Regions from separate parts of the Gasterosteus aculeatus genome. Here all the other regions are linked to region 3. The links are chromatin contacts, called in public Hi-C maps. All regions are on one chromosome and are shown on one strand. Each heading gives the region's core, a stretch centred on a gene start, on an enhancer-like site or on the middle of the called end of the contact. The rest is flanking DNA. Distances are from core to core; before and after follow the strand shown. Region 1 holds the start of LOC120810034 (DENN domain-containing protein 3). Region 2 holds the start of gpr20 (G protein-coupled receptor 20). Region 3 holds the start of galnt1 (UDP-N-acetyl-alpha-D-galactosamine:polypeptide N-acetylgalactosaminyltransferase 1).

Evidence for each region. A called contact is a pair of places that touch in the nucleus more often than the background predicts.
Region 1: a contact with region 3 is called in a Hi-C map of skeletal muscle, with 4 times the contacts expected there. The contact joins the promoter of LOC120810034 here to the promoter of galnt1 in region 3. A contact is called at or near these places in 2 of 6 Hi-C or Micro-C datasets (skeletal muscle and whole body).
Region 2: a contact with region 3 is called in a Hi-C map of skeletal muscle, with 2.4 times the contacts expected there. The contact joins the promoter of gpr20 here to the promoter of galnt1 in region 3. A contact is called at or near these places in 5 of 6 Hi-C or Micro-C datasets (liver, skeletal muscle, tail fin and 1 more).

What each region holds. Positions count from the first base shown.
Region 1 is chr20:9,725,338-9,729,465 of fGasAcu3.hap1.1, forward strand. LOC120810034 (DENN domain-containing protein 3) reads left to right here and starts at 2,601. Exons shown (of 28, transcript XM_040164245.2): 1 at 2,601-2,687; 2 at 3,438-3,592. The coding sequence starts at 3,509. LOC120810972 (solute carrier family 45 member 4) reads left to right here. Exons shown (of 13, transcript XM_040166024.2): 13 at 1-1,102.
Region 2 is chr20:9,706,681-9,711,117 of fGasAcu3.hap1.1, forward strand. It overlaps gpr20 (G protein-coupled receptor 20), which reads left to right and starts at 1,908. Exons shown (of 7, transcript XM_078095082.1): 1 at 1,908-2,400.
Region 3 is chr20:9,568,451-9,572,974 of fGasAcu3.hap1.1, forward strand. It overlaps galnt1 (UDP-N-acetyl-alpha-D-galactosamine:polypeptide N-acetylgalactosaminyltransferase 1), which reads right to left and starts at 2,737. Exons shown (of 14, transcript XM_040165994.2): 1 at 2,246-2,737.

The DNA.
Region 1 (4,128 bases), core at 1,351-3,850, 160 kb after region 3:
AGTGCACAGTGTAACCGACTCGTGCACGACCCAATCAGGCTTCAGTCTCTCCTCCTTGATTGTACATTTTTCAGTAGCACCTCATCACTGTTTATGGGAGTAATTGCAAATGCACAGAGCTGCCCTAATGAGTATTCCACTTTCATTCGGGAGGTTTGATGTCCTGTGATGAGGAAAGTGCACATTGAATGGTGGAGAACCGCTTCTATGCAAGGCCAACGACTGATCTATGCAAACTCTAAATGTCTTCTGGCTGAGGTGTAATGACCAAGTGAATCTTAAAAAGAAACACCGGACCTAACGGTTCCCTTTCCTCTTTAAATGTTTGTCCAGCTCCAACAAATTGCTTAACAGATTTTGTGTGTCAGAGCAGGGAAGGGGTTTACTTTTTACGTTTTACCTTGTTTCCTGTTTGCTACCTATCGACTTTGCCCGATGTGAATATAATGATATCTTGCATCAGATATAAAAGGGAAAATGTTGATGAAATAACTAATCATCAATTTCCTTGCAAATAATAAAACAGTAATTTCACTTGTGTTTGAGACATCAGGTTTGTGCCATTGAGTTCTTTTTATGGTCCAGTTTAAACATGTTTTTTTATAGAGCACCTGTTGAAAAGAAGTTTGGGTACTTACATGTTTTTATTTCTTGTTTCCATGCTATTTGAAGTAGTTGTAAAATCTTTTATTTTCATTATAACTGATTAAATAAAAGAAAAGGAATATTCCTTGATGTGCTCTGTTGGCGCATACATTTTTTTTCACTAGTTTTATCACGAGTAGATGCAGGTGGACCAAAGACCTATTTTTTCTTCCAGTGTTGATTCCTTGTGTTACAGTATTTTATACTTCAGCCAGTTGAAATGTTTCTAAAAGACGTTTTAGAAACCAGTATGAGATATTGGGCACCTTGTCAATGGAAAAAGTATTGATTTTATAAAAATACTTTATGATGATTCTCTACTGTTGCTGTGTTTTAAGTGATCATTGGTTCTTTTTTCTGCTGCACAGTATTTTGTACAATGTGAACAAGGATTTCTTTTATTTGAAATTATTGCATCTTCACTTGTGTCTATTTTTAAATACAATTTTCAAATGTGTGCATGTATTGTCTTAATTAACCACTGTCTTTGCTCATTTTACAATAATTACAAAAAACTGAGTTAAATTATTTAAATGTAAGTAATGAGCCCCATTCAATGTATTGATTTGTGTTTTTATCCATAAAATAACAGACAAATCCTCTCAACTACACTTTGCAATTAGCACCATCTTCAGGCTCGTATGAGTAACTACAACAGGATCAGTTTACTGTGAGAAAATGAACAGACCAAGGTATTACATTACAGGTCATTTAGCAGACGCTTTTATCCAAAGCGACTTACATTACACTTTAAACCCATGGCTTTTACACATTTTTGCCCGGGGAGCAATTAGGGGTTAGGTGTCTTGCTCAGGGACACTTCGACATAGAACATGGGGCAGCCTGAAATCGAACCACCAACCTTGTGCTTCCCAGCACACCTTCTCCAACCCCTGCGCCACGACGACCCTCAGTATCACTTGACAGGAAGTAAACATTGACATTACATTATATATGTATATATATAAAAAAATTTATATATATATATATAATTTTTTTTTCTGGAAATACGGATGGGGACTTGCATTAAAGTACATGAGTATTAAAGCTCGCTGCTGTGCCACGCAAGTGGAAATACGCAGACAACAAGTTTTATATAAACTTGATTTACACACTTTTTAGTATTCTAAAGAAACCTATACAGTTCCTTCTGGTGGCTTAAGAGAAACGTTATACGCTATATAATAATTTACTAAATGTAATCAAATAGTTTCAATCTACAAACGAAGGCTCTGTATGATGAGGCTTTGTGCTTCACCAAATCATCAATGCTACAATGTCATAGCTGCGGGTGCCGTCATTGGACCTGAAGGAGGATCAGCGAGGAGCCGGTGAGGAGGTTGGTGACCTGGAAGAAGAAGGCGTAACTTTTAAAGACTTTAAAAGACTTTAAAATGTCGTTGGCGACAGAATGGAAACATCATCTGATCCGTGCAGCTTGTGACGCAGTGTCACGAGTCTCAGGCGCAATAAAACAGTCCTAATTGTAAATGTATGTTGTAAGACTTTGATGAATTCTAACGTCCGTGCTAAAAGTGTATCTTGCATTGGTTGTATAGTTGTAGGTGTATAAAGGTGACTACAGAATAGTGTGTCACATTATGCACACAGTGTTGCTTTGGCCCATAAAGGCCTCGCAGTAAAGACCTGCTGCAGCCTGAAGGGGTCATGCAGCTCACAGCAGGATCACTCAACGGTTTTCCTGTTCTGTACTTTTTTGATACCATGCCCTCTAAATAACAATAATGATAATAAAATGTTTATGCATTATAATAGATTAGCCACTGTTCATGACCGCCAGATAAGTACCTTGTTTGATTGAGTTTTCTGGATTTGATTCGCAGCTGATAAAAAGAATGTAGACGTAAAAACTTTGTATCTGTTGTGAGTTTGTGTCATATAAGCAGACGTGACACGGTTACTGTGTCGTCATGGCTTAATGTGGAATGTGCCCCGTGTATCCAGGATCATATGAATTATGATCAGCAGCAGGCCAGCTGGTGCGCCTTCACTAACGCTGCAGGGATGATTCAGCACTTCAGGTATGCTTGGAATTCTTTGATTAGTTATCATTCAATTCCAATAATTACAAAGATGAAACTATTCCAATAAAACTTCAACATTAAAATAAGGATAAAACATGTATATGCACATATGATGATATTAAAATGTTATAAGCACGGCCCATTCATTTTCTCTGCCTTTGCGTGTGCATCTTCCTATTCTGCTCTGCACACTATATTTTGTTCCAAAGACTGATTCACACAGGAATCCAATACCACAGTGTACTAAATTGTCAAATATCATGGGTTATGATTCAGTTAAAGTATTTCACTGGATTGTGAGACGATCCCGGAAAATGTTGCAGTTAATACACTTTGCTGCTGAGTTTTAAGGACACTTTATTTGAATTGTGGATATAAATCAATTGCTTTCATTAAATCAGTCCTTTTTCTGTATTAAAAAATGTTCAATAAAGCGGTGGACCACATTCTTATAACATGATTAGAAAATTAGATTATTGCATCGTTTAATCTGATGTGATCAAATCAAATTCAACTCTGATTCTTCGCGGTAATAACAGAGGAACTGTTTCTCTGAAAAATGTGACTTAGCCTTTAGAAGTTGTTGTTGATGAGAACAGCGGCGTTTATACCGAGTTGGAAAACAAGCAGTCATGTGACTTTATTTAGCCGATACGTGCATTTTTTTCCCCCCATGCAAATGAGAAAACACGTTTTCTTCCCCTCCTCTGTCCGACTGCCCTCTCTGCTCCTCCTGGTTTCTGTCAGTCGTTGGGACCCAGCAGGTCTGAGTTGACCCCGTTCTGCTGGTCCAACCGGATCCTGGGCTGGTGCCAGTGATGGCCGACCATTCGCCTCCTGTTCTGCTGGAAGCATGTGTGGTCCTTGGAGCATCTAGCGACAAACTCCAAGAAGTCTACCAGGTACTCGCCTCCTAATGCAAATCATACACACACGTGGCTGTAAACTGAAAACTGTTAGTGCCGTTGTAGTCATTGAGGGAATAACTTGTGTTTAGAGCCTCAATCATTTCATTGTTTGAATGTTTTTTATACCAGGAGGTTACGTTTTGCTCGTTTTGATTCTTCAGTATGATGAGCATATCCATGTTTAAATGCTTTTATTACATTAACTAGGAAAGTCAATCAAACGGTACCAGTTGTCTGGATTCAAAACTCTCTCTTTCAGGCTTCCTCCCCGTATCTAATAATGAGAAAAATATGCCCCCTAAAGAATGTTTGAAAATGAAGGCAAAATTGTCTCTAGATTTTAATTTGCCGATTATTTTTTTTCAACTCTGCAAAGAAGACCGTCTTTGGCGTTGAGTAATTGTGCAATGAGCAAGGGAGAGAAAACGCAACACAAATATTGAAGTGGGATCAATTAATCAGCATGTCCTTCTCTCTTCAATTAAATAAGCCACATGAATTCATGTATAATATGTGTGCTGTAGATGAAA
Region 2 (4,437 bases), core at 658-3,157, 140 kb after region 3:
TGGTTAAACAATTGTCTGTGAGGATTAGCGTGTCGATGTGACAAGAGAAGCGGCTTTGCAGAAATACCCGATACAATGTAGAGTAACGGCCCACAGAGAAAATGCACCACCTTATTTTCTCCTTTTTGACTTTTGGTTTAATTCGAAGAATTAGGACTAAATCATCTCCAAAAAAAGGACTTGACCGACTGTTTCAGAGGTTCAGTCTGGAATATGTGCACATGTAGGGACTCGCTGGAAATAAAAGCATCACCGCTTATTGTCTGGAATAGAAATTGTTGACCTCCTATGCGATAACGAGGAGGTTTTCGTTGCAAAACCCCCCAGAAGCAGCATTTGAAGTGGCGGGTAGTGGCTTACAAGAGATGTGGTGGGCAAGCAGTGGTTCTACCAAGAGGAAGATGTGCAATTATTTAGCAGTCGAATGCTTTAGCAATTGATTGCTCACATCTGTCTTCATAACCGCTACTAATTCCTCCATCCTCATCTCTCATCATTCCTCAAAATGTGGAAGGTTCCCGCCATAAATAAAGCTTTCCAGTTCCCCTTGTTGTATTGAGTCACACCTTTTTTATGCTGCTTTCTCTGTACATCCACGCGCGCAAACAGGTCATATAAAGATCCGTCATCTAAACACCTTTACGTTGCGACAGACGCGCTGTAATCACTCTGTCGTCCAATCTTTGCCTTAATCGAAGGAAAACTATTTCACTCCTCTCGCTCTCCCGCTCCCCCTTCTTTCCTCTCCGTCCCCATCCCTCACCTTCTCTTCGCGCTCGTCGCCAGTAACATGTTGATCCATGGCTCTTCTCCTGACATCCGTTATTCCGGATGTTTCCGGGAAAAGTTGAAAAGCTGTGAGTGATGATGATCCTCTTGACAGGAAGCCAGGAGACACAAGCCTGCCTCATTCTGTAAGATGGATGGAGCATCCAGGGACACGTTGGAATGAGACATTTGACAACCGTACATCTGAATACAACATTATGGACGGGCTTTTTTGTACTTATAGATTCAAGTATGTAGGTGATAAACAAAACATTAGCGCGTCAAATGAGACAAACTTCTTACAAAACCGGATTTCTGAAATGATATTTTGCTTTTCATACATATTTTGCGATTGCAAATACACATAAAATAATAATTTAGGCACAATAACTAAAACACCAGACCTAGGTTGCCATCCACTTTACCTCTATGAATAGGATTCAGATCTGCTTTTTGTTATGCAGAACAATTGGGGTCATGTTTGCAGAGATTGTTAAAGGAAGTAATTACAGGACTTTGTGTTTTGAGTTTTTGACCTATCAGCGCTTTCTGTCGTCGCCTTACAGTTCGGTGCCATAAATCACCCACCCATCATTTATATTTATTGGGTTTTGCCAAATCCCTAATTTTCTAGTTGGAACTACTGTTATTTTATATCATAAATGAAGAAATGTGTGGGTGCAACAACATGCAGGTGATTTTTTACAAATGATTTCTTCTGCTTTTTTGAACCACTTTAAGCCAAAAGTTGTCTTCGTACTATTTAGTGGTAGTATTTACATCTCATGGTGTTATATTCTAATTTCCTAAATACATCATTGCACAGTTAAACCGTAGTCTTTTCACCATCTCCTTGATGTTTTACCTTTAATGTTACTTCTCTGTTACTACGTTATGCAATGTCCACCACATTATTTGTTACGTAACCATTTCCATTTTTTTATTTACATCCATAACCGGAACTTTTCTGGACCAGTATGGCACTTCTGAAGCTATGTGTCGTTCATGTTGTGTGCACTAAGACATCTATAGTGTGTGCACTGTGGTGTGTGTGTGTAGATATGCAGACACGTGAGTGTCCAGGCCGAATGTAAACACACACTGAGACTTCCTGTCCAAAGACCAAACGGAGGGAAGATTTAGATTGAGAGGGAGGGAAGTAGACAGACGGAGTCATTCAAGAGAGAGACTGATAATGATGCCTACAGCGAAAGAAATCCCAGAGAAGAAGAGAAAAAGACACATGGAAAGAAGTAAGACGAGCAACAGTTAAAGAAACGAACACACTGAGTGACTGTGGGGAGGCTGTCAGAGTGACAGAAATGACGGGGCTGCACACATCCGAGTGTGTTGATCACTACAGCCAACCTGCATGATTCAAGGAGTCTGAGACACGACACCAACAAGACAGGAGCATTTAATTCCTCACTGAACTGCTGAAGCTGTTCCAGAAAAGTAACGAATGTAACTGGATGTTTGGAGACGATTCAAAGGTGCAAAGGTCACGGAGAGTTCAAAGCATCTCTGCTTCGGAGAAGACATGAGGACACATCAGCTTCACCAGACAGAGATTTGACTTCACTGGAGTTGGTCTACTGGTTTGACTGGTTAGTCTCTCTTTTTTCTCTAAAGGTAAGTTGTCTTCAGGAGTAAATAAACTGTTTACACAAAGTATTTTGTAAGTAAATCAGATCTGTCTCAGTTCAAGCAGACTAATAGGAAAGTAAAATTAAAAATGTTGTCCTTGTGCATCCAATGTACAATAAAAGTCTTACATTGAAAACACTGCAAGCAGTATTATCCACAATGGAATTTTACATTTTCTAAAAAGTTACAATCATACACCATCTCAGAGAACGTTATTAACTGTAACAATACGAGTACATGGAAAGACCCCTGTGAACCTTTATTGCATGTGCACGTACATCCATCACTAAAATTGTTCCGTTTTCCTTGAGGAGCTTTCTATGAAGCTCTAATTTGATGCAGGACAGCGTGAGATCTGTTTTCTACTACCCCATCCTGTGTCTCTCCCTTTCTTTATGAACCTCTCTTTCACACACACATCAACGGGACTCCCACGCTGTTGGAATTTATTTGGACAGTGTTATTTGTGATCTGCCTCTGGGCCCCAATGCTCTCCTCTCAGTATCACTTTACAGTCATTGCATCACCAGAGTCTTTGATGTCGAAAAAGGAAAAGCAACAATGGCATGGCAGCAGTGATGCATTAGATTACTGTCATATTATTAGTATGTGCTCAAACAAAAACGTGTGAGATATTCCATCTCTTTTCAATTATTGCCTCTGATGACAGTTTAGCAAATCCTACAGCTGCTATTAACATTTCATTTTGGATTTGCATTTGGGGGTTTATCGTTTTACCACAAATTAATAACACTCGCTAGTGTTTAGGCCAAATTATCAACTTTACAATATAGAACAAATGGTGGACAACTATGGGCTTCATTGTTTCTTTTATTCTTATTTTAGCTTTACTGCAGGAATGAAGCCGTGGTAGATAAACAGCCTGGCTAGCTTTCTTTTAAAGCTCTAAATAGGTATCGTGCTGTGAGCAAAATGCTAACAAGTTTTAGTTTAGCATCTTAACATTATTACACAGGAGCAGCACGTTGATGTGGTGGTTAGCAATTTAGCCTCGTAACAAAAACAGCCTGAGTTTAAACCTTTCTGGGTGGAGTTGGCGTGGCGTCTCTGGGCTTCTCTCTGGGTACTCCGGCTTTCTCCCACAGTCCAAAAGACAACCAGGGTTGGATAATTGGTGACTCTAAAACTACCTGTAGCTGCATGACTGGGAGAGTGAAATGTTGTTTGTCTCTACGTCGGCCCTGCGATTGACGGGGGCAGGGTAGAAGATGACCGACTCACATTATTCATTTTGCTACTAAACACACAGACTCAGCGCTGTCATTTGTCGTGACGTAGTTGGATGAAAAGAAGAACTGCGGCTTATGTAGCCAGATGGCCTGCATGCTATAAATACTGCTCAAAAGGTTCTGTTTTGGGGATCCATCTCCAGAGCAATCTGGCTACTATTAAAGTTAGCAAAATTAGGGAAAAACCGCAGGAGATGTTATAGACAAGGACGCATTTGAGAGTTTTTTGGCTGACTTGGACATTCAGATGTACTTATTCGATGCAGAGTGTACGGCACAAGTAATGCCGCGGATTAAGGCGCAGGCCGCTTGCGTGCCAAGAAGATGGCCGGGCGCCAGAAGCTGGTACACATCCTTGTGTATTAGCACAGCTTGCACGAGGTCATTTATTGTTTCAACTGACTACGCTTCCCATCAACATTGATCGGACATCCACATAAAGGGGCGGTAAATTTTCCTGAAATGTACAGGTGGGCTCCAGGAGACTTTGACATCACCGTTGGGTGTGTCTCGAGGTCAGAGCCCTCCTCTTTAGCTCTGTGTGTTTAGTTCATAATACGTTGACCGGCCCTGACAACAAATAGAAAACCACTGGATTGTATTACTTGTGATTGCCATTTGTTTCTGAACAAGATAAGTGGTTTAACACAATTCCCAGAGAGCAACGCTCATATCGCTTGTTAGTGCTGCTAACGATGATGAACTGGAGCTCCCAGTAAGATGAACAATATCAAGGGACGTTACTGTGAAAACACCCATTTATTTCCTTCAG
Region 3 (4,524 bases), core at 1,487-3,986:
TGCGTATGTGTGTGTTTGCATGCGTGTCTGATCCGGCGATAGTCTGGAAGGAGGAACAATGGCATTCCTGTGCTCGGAGCTCCAGGTGGCGGGTGGAAACCCAATCCCAAAGCAAGCCCCGCTGGCACACAGAGCGCCGGGATCGCCGCATGCTGCTGCCTCCCTCCGGAGACGTGGGCCAGAATGGAGCAGTTTTTTCCGGAGGGGCTCGGGACAATAAATGCACCACAGCTAGCCTCTATGACAAGCATATCCACGCACAAATACCAATGCAAACATACAAAGTGGACATCGAGGACTTTCACCGCCGCACCTGTCACGTTGAACTTCAACGGTTAACAAATGGTTGCAAAACGCTCAGAAATCAAAAAACATCTTGCCTCTTATTTGTGTTATTAACAATGTTTTGTACACATTAAACAAATAGCATTCCAAAGCTTAGTATTATCATGATTATTACCAATCCAATAGTACATGAGCCTTCTATATGAGCAGTAACCAAAGTACTCAAACATTTGTATTTTTTTACATTTGTTAGACTGAGAGCCAAGGTAATTTGGCCACTGTCAGAAAACTTGCTTCTAACTAAATCCATGTCCTAAATATTGTCCCAAACCCCAAAAAAAATCAAATCTTCACTCGCCAGTATCAGGAGAGTAGGATCCATATACAACAGCAGGCACATCTGCTGAGGCCTGAACACACAGTCAACACACACACACACACACACACACACACACACACACACACACACACACACACACACACACACAAGGCAGGAAACACATGCCTACTGCACGGCCTTGAAATGAGGAACATGAATCATTTCCTTTGAATGCTGGACAGTCATGCGTTACCCCACTGAGGGCAAGTTTAGCCATACGGCTCTGAGGCAAGCTCCTGAATGTCAACATCAACCAAAATGAGAACTTGCAATTACATGTAGTGCAGAATTCAAGGCTTAAACCCTCTTATTTTCGCAGAATGTTGACCTCAGAGTCAGTGCTCCTTTCACATAGCGGAGCTGTACATACAGTATTCTCATGTGCAGGCAGCATGGGATCAATTCTACAGGTAGCACAAAGCTATAACAGCTTCCCTGCAGCTACACACACACACACACACACGTTAAATAATACATGCTCCTCTTTTCCCTCCCTTTAAAGAACATGATGGATTCATTTAATTGAGTCCCTGACAATCCGAGATCTTCATCTGCTCCGCAACTGCAGACTCTTGCAGGATTGATAGTGAATCCCTTTTTCTTATCTCTTGAGATAATTACAGCATTGTTAATGCATGCTCACTCACGCGCGCTCATCCTCACCCCATTTAATTCACTCAATGAGTCCTTTTTTCACGCGCGTCAGGCGCCGGATGCTTCAACCAAAACCCTATAAAAGGCTCTCTTAGGGATTGAATTACATGCGACGTGATTAACCTCTTTTCAACAACGGCGCAGGGCCTCAAAACCTGCAGCCCAACACAGAAGGAAGGCGGTCCAATCCGGCTACGGGTTATTTACCTCCTGTAACGTTATATGCATCAAGTTAAGCCAAATCATCTGACCTCCACCGGGTCACGGGAGACACAACGAGCACCGAGCCGCGGGTTCGATTCCCACGGAACGGCTCATTTTTCGCGGCCGTGGTGCAACACAGAAGCACGGCGAGGTTCACGGAGAGATAAATGAGGAACCGTCGACCAGAAGGAGTACACATACTATAGAAGCCATTATATGGTATATTATAGTAAGCACATTTAAACATGGGGTGCTTTACTTTGCTTCTGCAGCAGTATCCCGGTCATTAGGCCAGTCGTTTGGAGAGACCCGTTAGAAAAAATGGACTGCGGCGAGGGGGAGATAACGTTTTCCGTTACCTGACCCCGGCAGGAGGAAACCCGGACACACGACGGCTAGAAAGTATTTACGAGAACGTACATTATTTGTAGTATTAGTATCAAAAAAAGCAGGCAATATTTTATTGAAATTCACACGTCAGGGCCGAGACGTGAACGGCCACTGTCGCGTTTAAAAAATGTGTGCTGTTTAACGGCGAGTCGCATCGCGGCCGCCGCTTCTGCTTCTTCTGTCAACACGAAGCGAGAAGCTTCCACAGCGCCGGTCCGCCGCGACCAGATAACGGCTAAAAAGAGCCTCGGTTTCAGAGTTCGTCTGGAGAGAAGAAAAAAAACAACAAAACGTGTTGTTGCTCCCCTCCTCTCGCGTATATTATTTGCTTACCTAGAGTGTCAGGGCGACTCAATTCCCCGCTGTGGCGCAGGAGACCTCAAGTTAGCTCCAAGGAAAATGCAACTGACCGCCGATACGGTGCAAAGTATCGCAGCTAAGTTAGCGGGCTAGCTAGCTTAGCGTGCTAACGATGGTGAATGGTTGGAGGGGGCAGAAGGGGGGAGTGTGGTCCTCTCCGTGCCGTCGAGACAAGCCTAAAAAAAATAAAAAAACAAGCCCGGGATGAGCCGTTTTCTCACGTTGAACGCGGCTACAGGACCGCTGTCCCGGGGCAACCGGCGGAACAACTGGTGACATCCATTTGAAAAGGGCATGAATGTGATGAAGGTTCAGCCGGGGGAGACGCTGCGCGGGCGGACGTGCTCCTGCCTTTCCCCGGGGTCGGGTCCGTCTGACTGAAGCTCCGCTGCCGATGTGCGGAGCGCGCAGAGGCAGCATCATCCCTCCCTCCTCCTCCACCTCGACCCGGAAGAATAACCACATATCTGATCTGGTCCTATTCCACTTTACATTGTCCCAAAATGTTACGTCTGCATGCAAATGATCTGTCCATCAAGGTGCAGAGTTTGTTTGCCAGTGAATAACAAACAAGAACGATTACACAACATTGTTGTTAATTATTGTTTTCAGTAATTAAAGGACTTTATACTGAAAAGTTGGCGACAATGAAAATGATGTGGCTTAAATTCCACAAGTAACACAGTGCTTTAAACTAGGCTCGTTTGCAAAGTTTGACTTTATCAGTCAAAGTAGTATTTGCATAATAGTTTTGCAACACAACCTTGCAGTACATCTAAGAAATTAACTCTTAAAGGGTAAAATGAATGAAAATGATGGTCCATGCAATTTACTTCTTTGTGAGAAGGCTGTACGAGTGTTTTAAAGACCTCAATGGTGTCCATCGCTAAAATACCTAGTTTGTCTTGAAAAATTATAATTAAAAACAGGAGAAGATGCTACAGGAATTTCAATACACTTGTTTGAAACTGCTGTAACTGTTTTTCTTCTTCAAAATGATTTGTTTTACAAGGGGAAACAGAATCAGCTTTGTTGTTAACGTATGCTCATGCTTACATTTCATTTGACTTGGTTTATCCTTTGCTCTCCACATACTGTACATGCAGATTCTTTTTACAAAAGCAAGAAAAAGATTTAAAAAAAACAGGGAAAACACAAAAAGAAAAACCGGTGTAGGAATAAACGTTTAACAACTGTTTAATAGAGATATACATATGATTATATCCAAGTAAAAAAAAGATATATATATGTACATATAAGAACATAACTTAGACAGTGTAAATGAAGGTGCAGTATGACTATGCACTATGTGCAGTGCTCTGTTGGAAAAAGTATTAGGACCAAAGATTGAAACATGTGAGCTGACCCTGTTCTATCCTCCCAATAAATACACTTGAACATCTGAATCTTGTCATGCAGATGTTAAATGTTTTTTGTTGGCTTAAAGGGAGTGTGTGTGCTTTAGTGACATCTAGTGGTACGGTTGCAGATAGCAAGCAACAACATGAGCCTCATTCCCTCATGTGTGGAAGCGTATCTTTAAGACTTTATTGCTGTAGAAAAGGCCGTAAAGGTATTTTTAACCTAAATATAACAAAATATTTCTATATACATAGCATGTAATATCTCACTATAAGAAAAAATCCCAAGTGAAAAATATATAATGTTACTTGTAAATTTGATCAATTATTATAATCAATAATGTTGAAGACAGTCATAGCATCATTTATCGTGCCGTCTGTCCTCCTGTCTGCCTTGTCTCACCAATGAGACGTTAACGAGACAAAACAGTTAAAGAGAGACAGCTTCAGCTTCATCAACCTTGTAAAACACTGCTTTTCTAATGCTTTTCTACCAAGCCAAATCTGCATGTGCTCGGGTAAACATAGTGGGAAGTATGAGATTAGCTGATTTAATGAGCTTTCACTTTTGTGAACATATTTATGTTGGTCTCAGTTTCTCAGCCTCTCAGTATGCTGACACGTTGTGTTTATGCGTGCGTTTAGAAAAATGTCGTGGCTTATCAACGCTCCAACCTTTCATTATTTTGCACCGTGTACTGTTTAAAAATGTGGCTGCTGTATTTAACATAATTGCTGTTTTTCAGATTCTAAGGGATCCATCCATCGTATGTCCCGAATATATCTGTCCTAATCAATCAAAGTGCTTCATCTTACCAAATTCTTGTCAGGTAATTTGTTTAAACATTTTTGATAATGAAAGAAGGTTTCATAATGTGAATTAATTGGGAA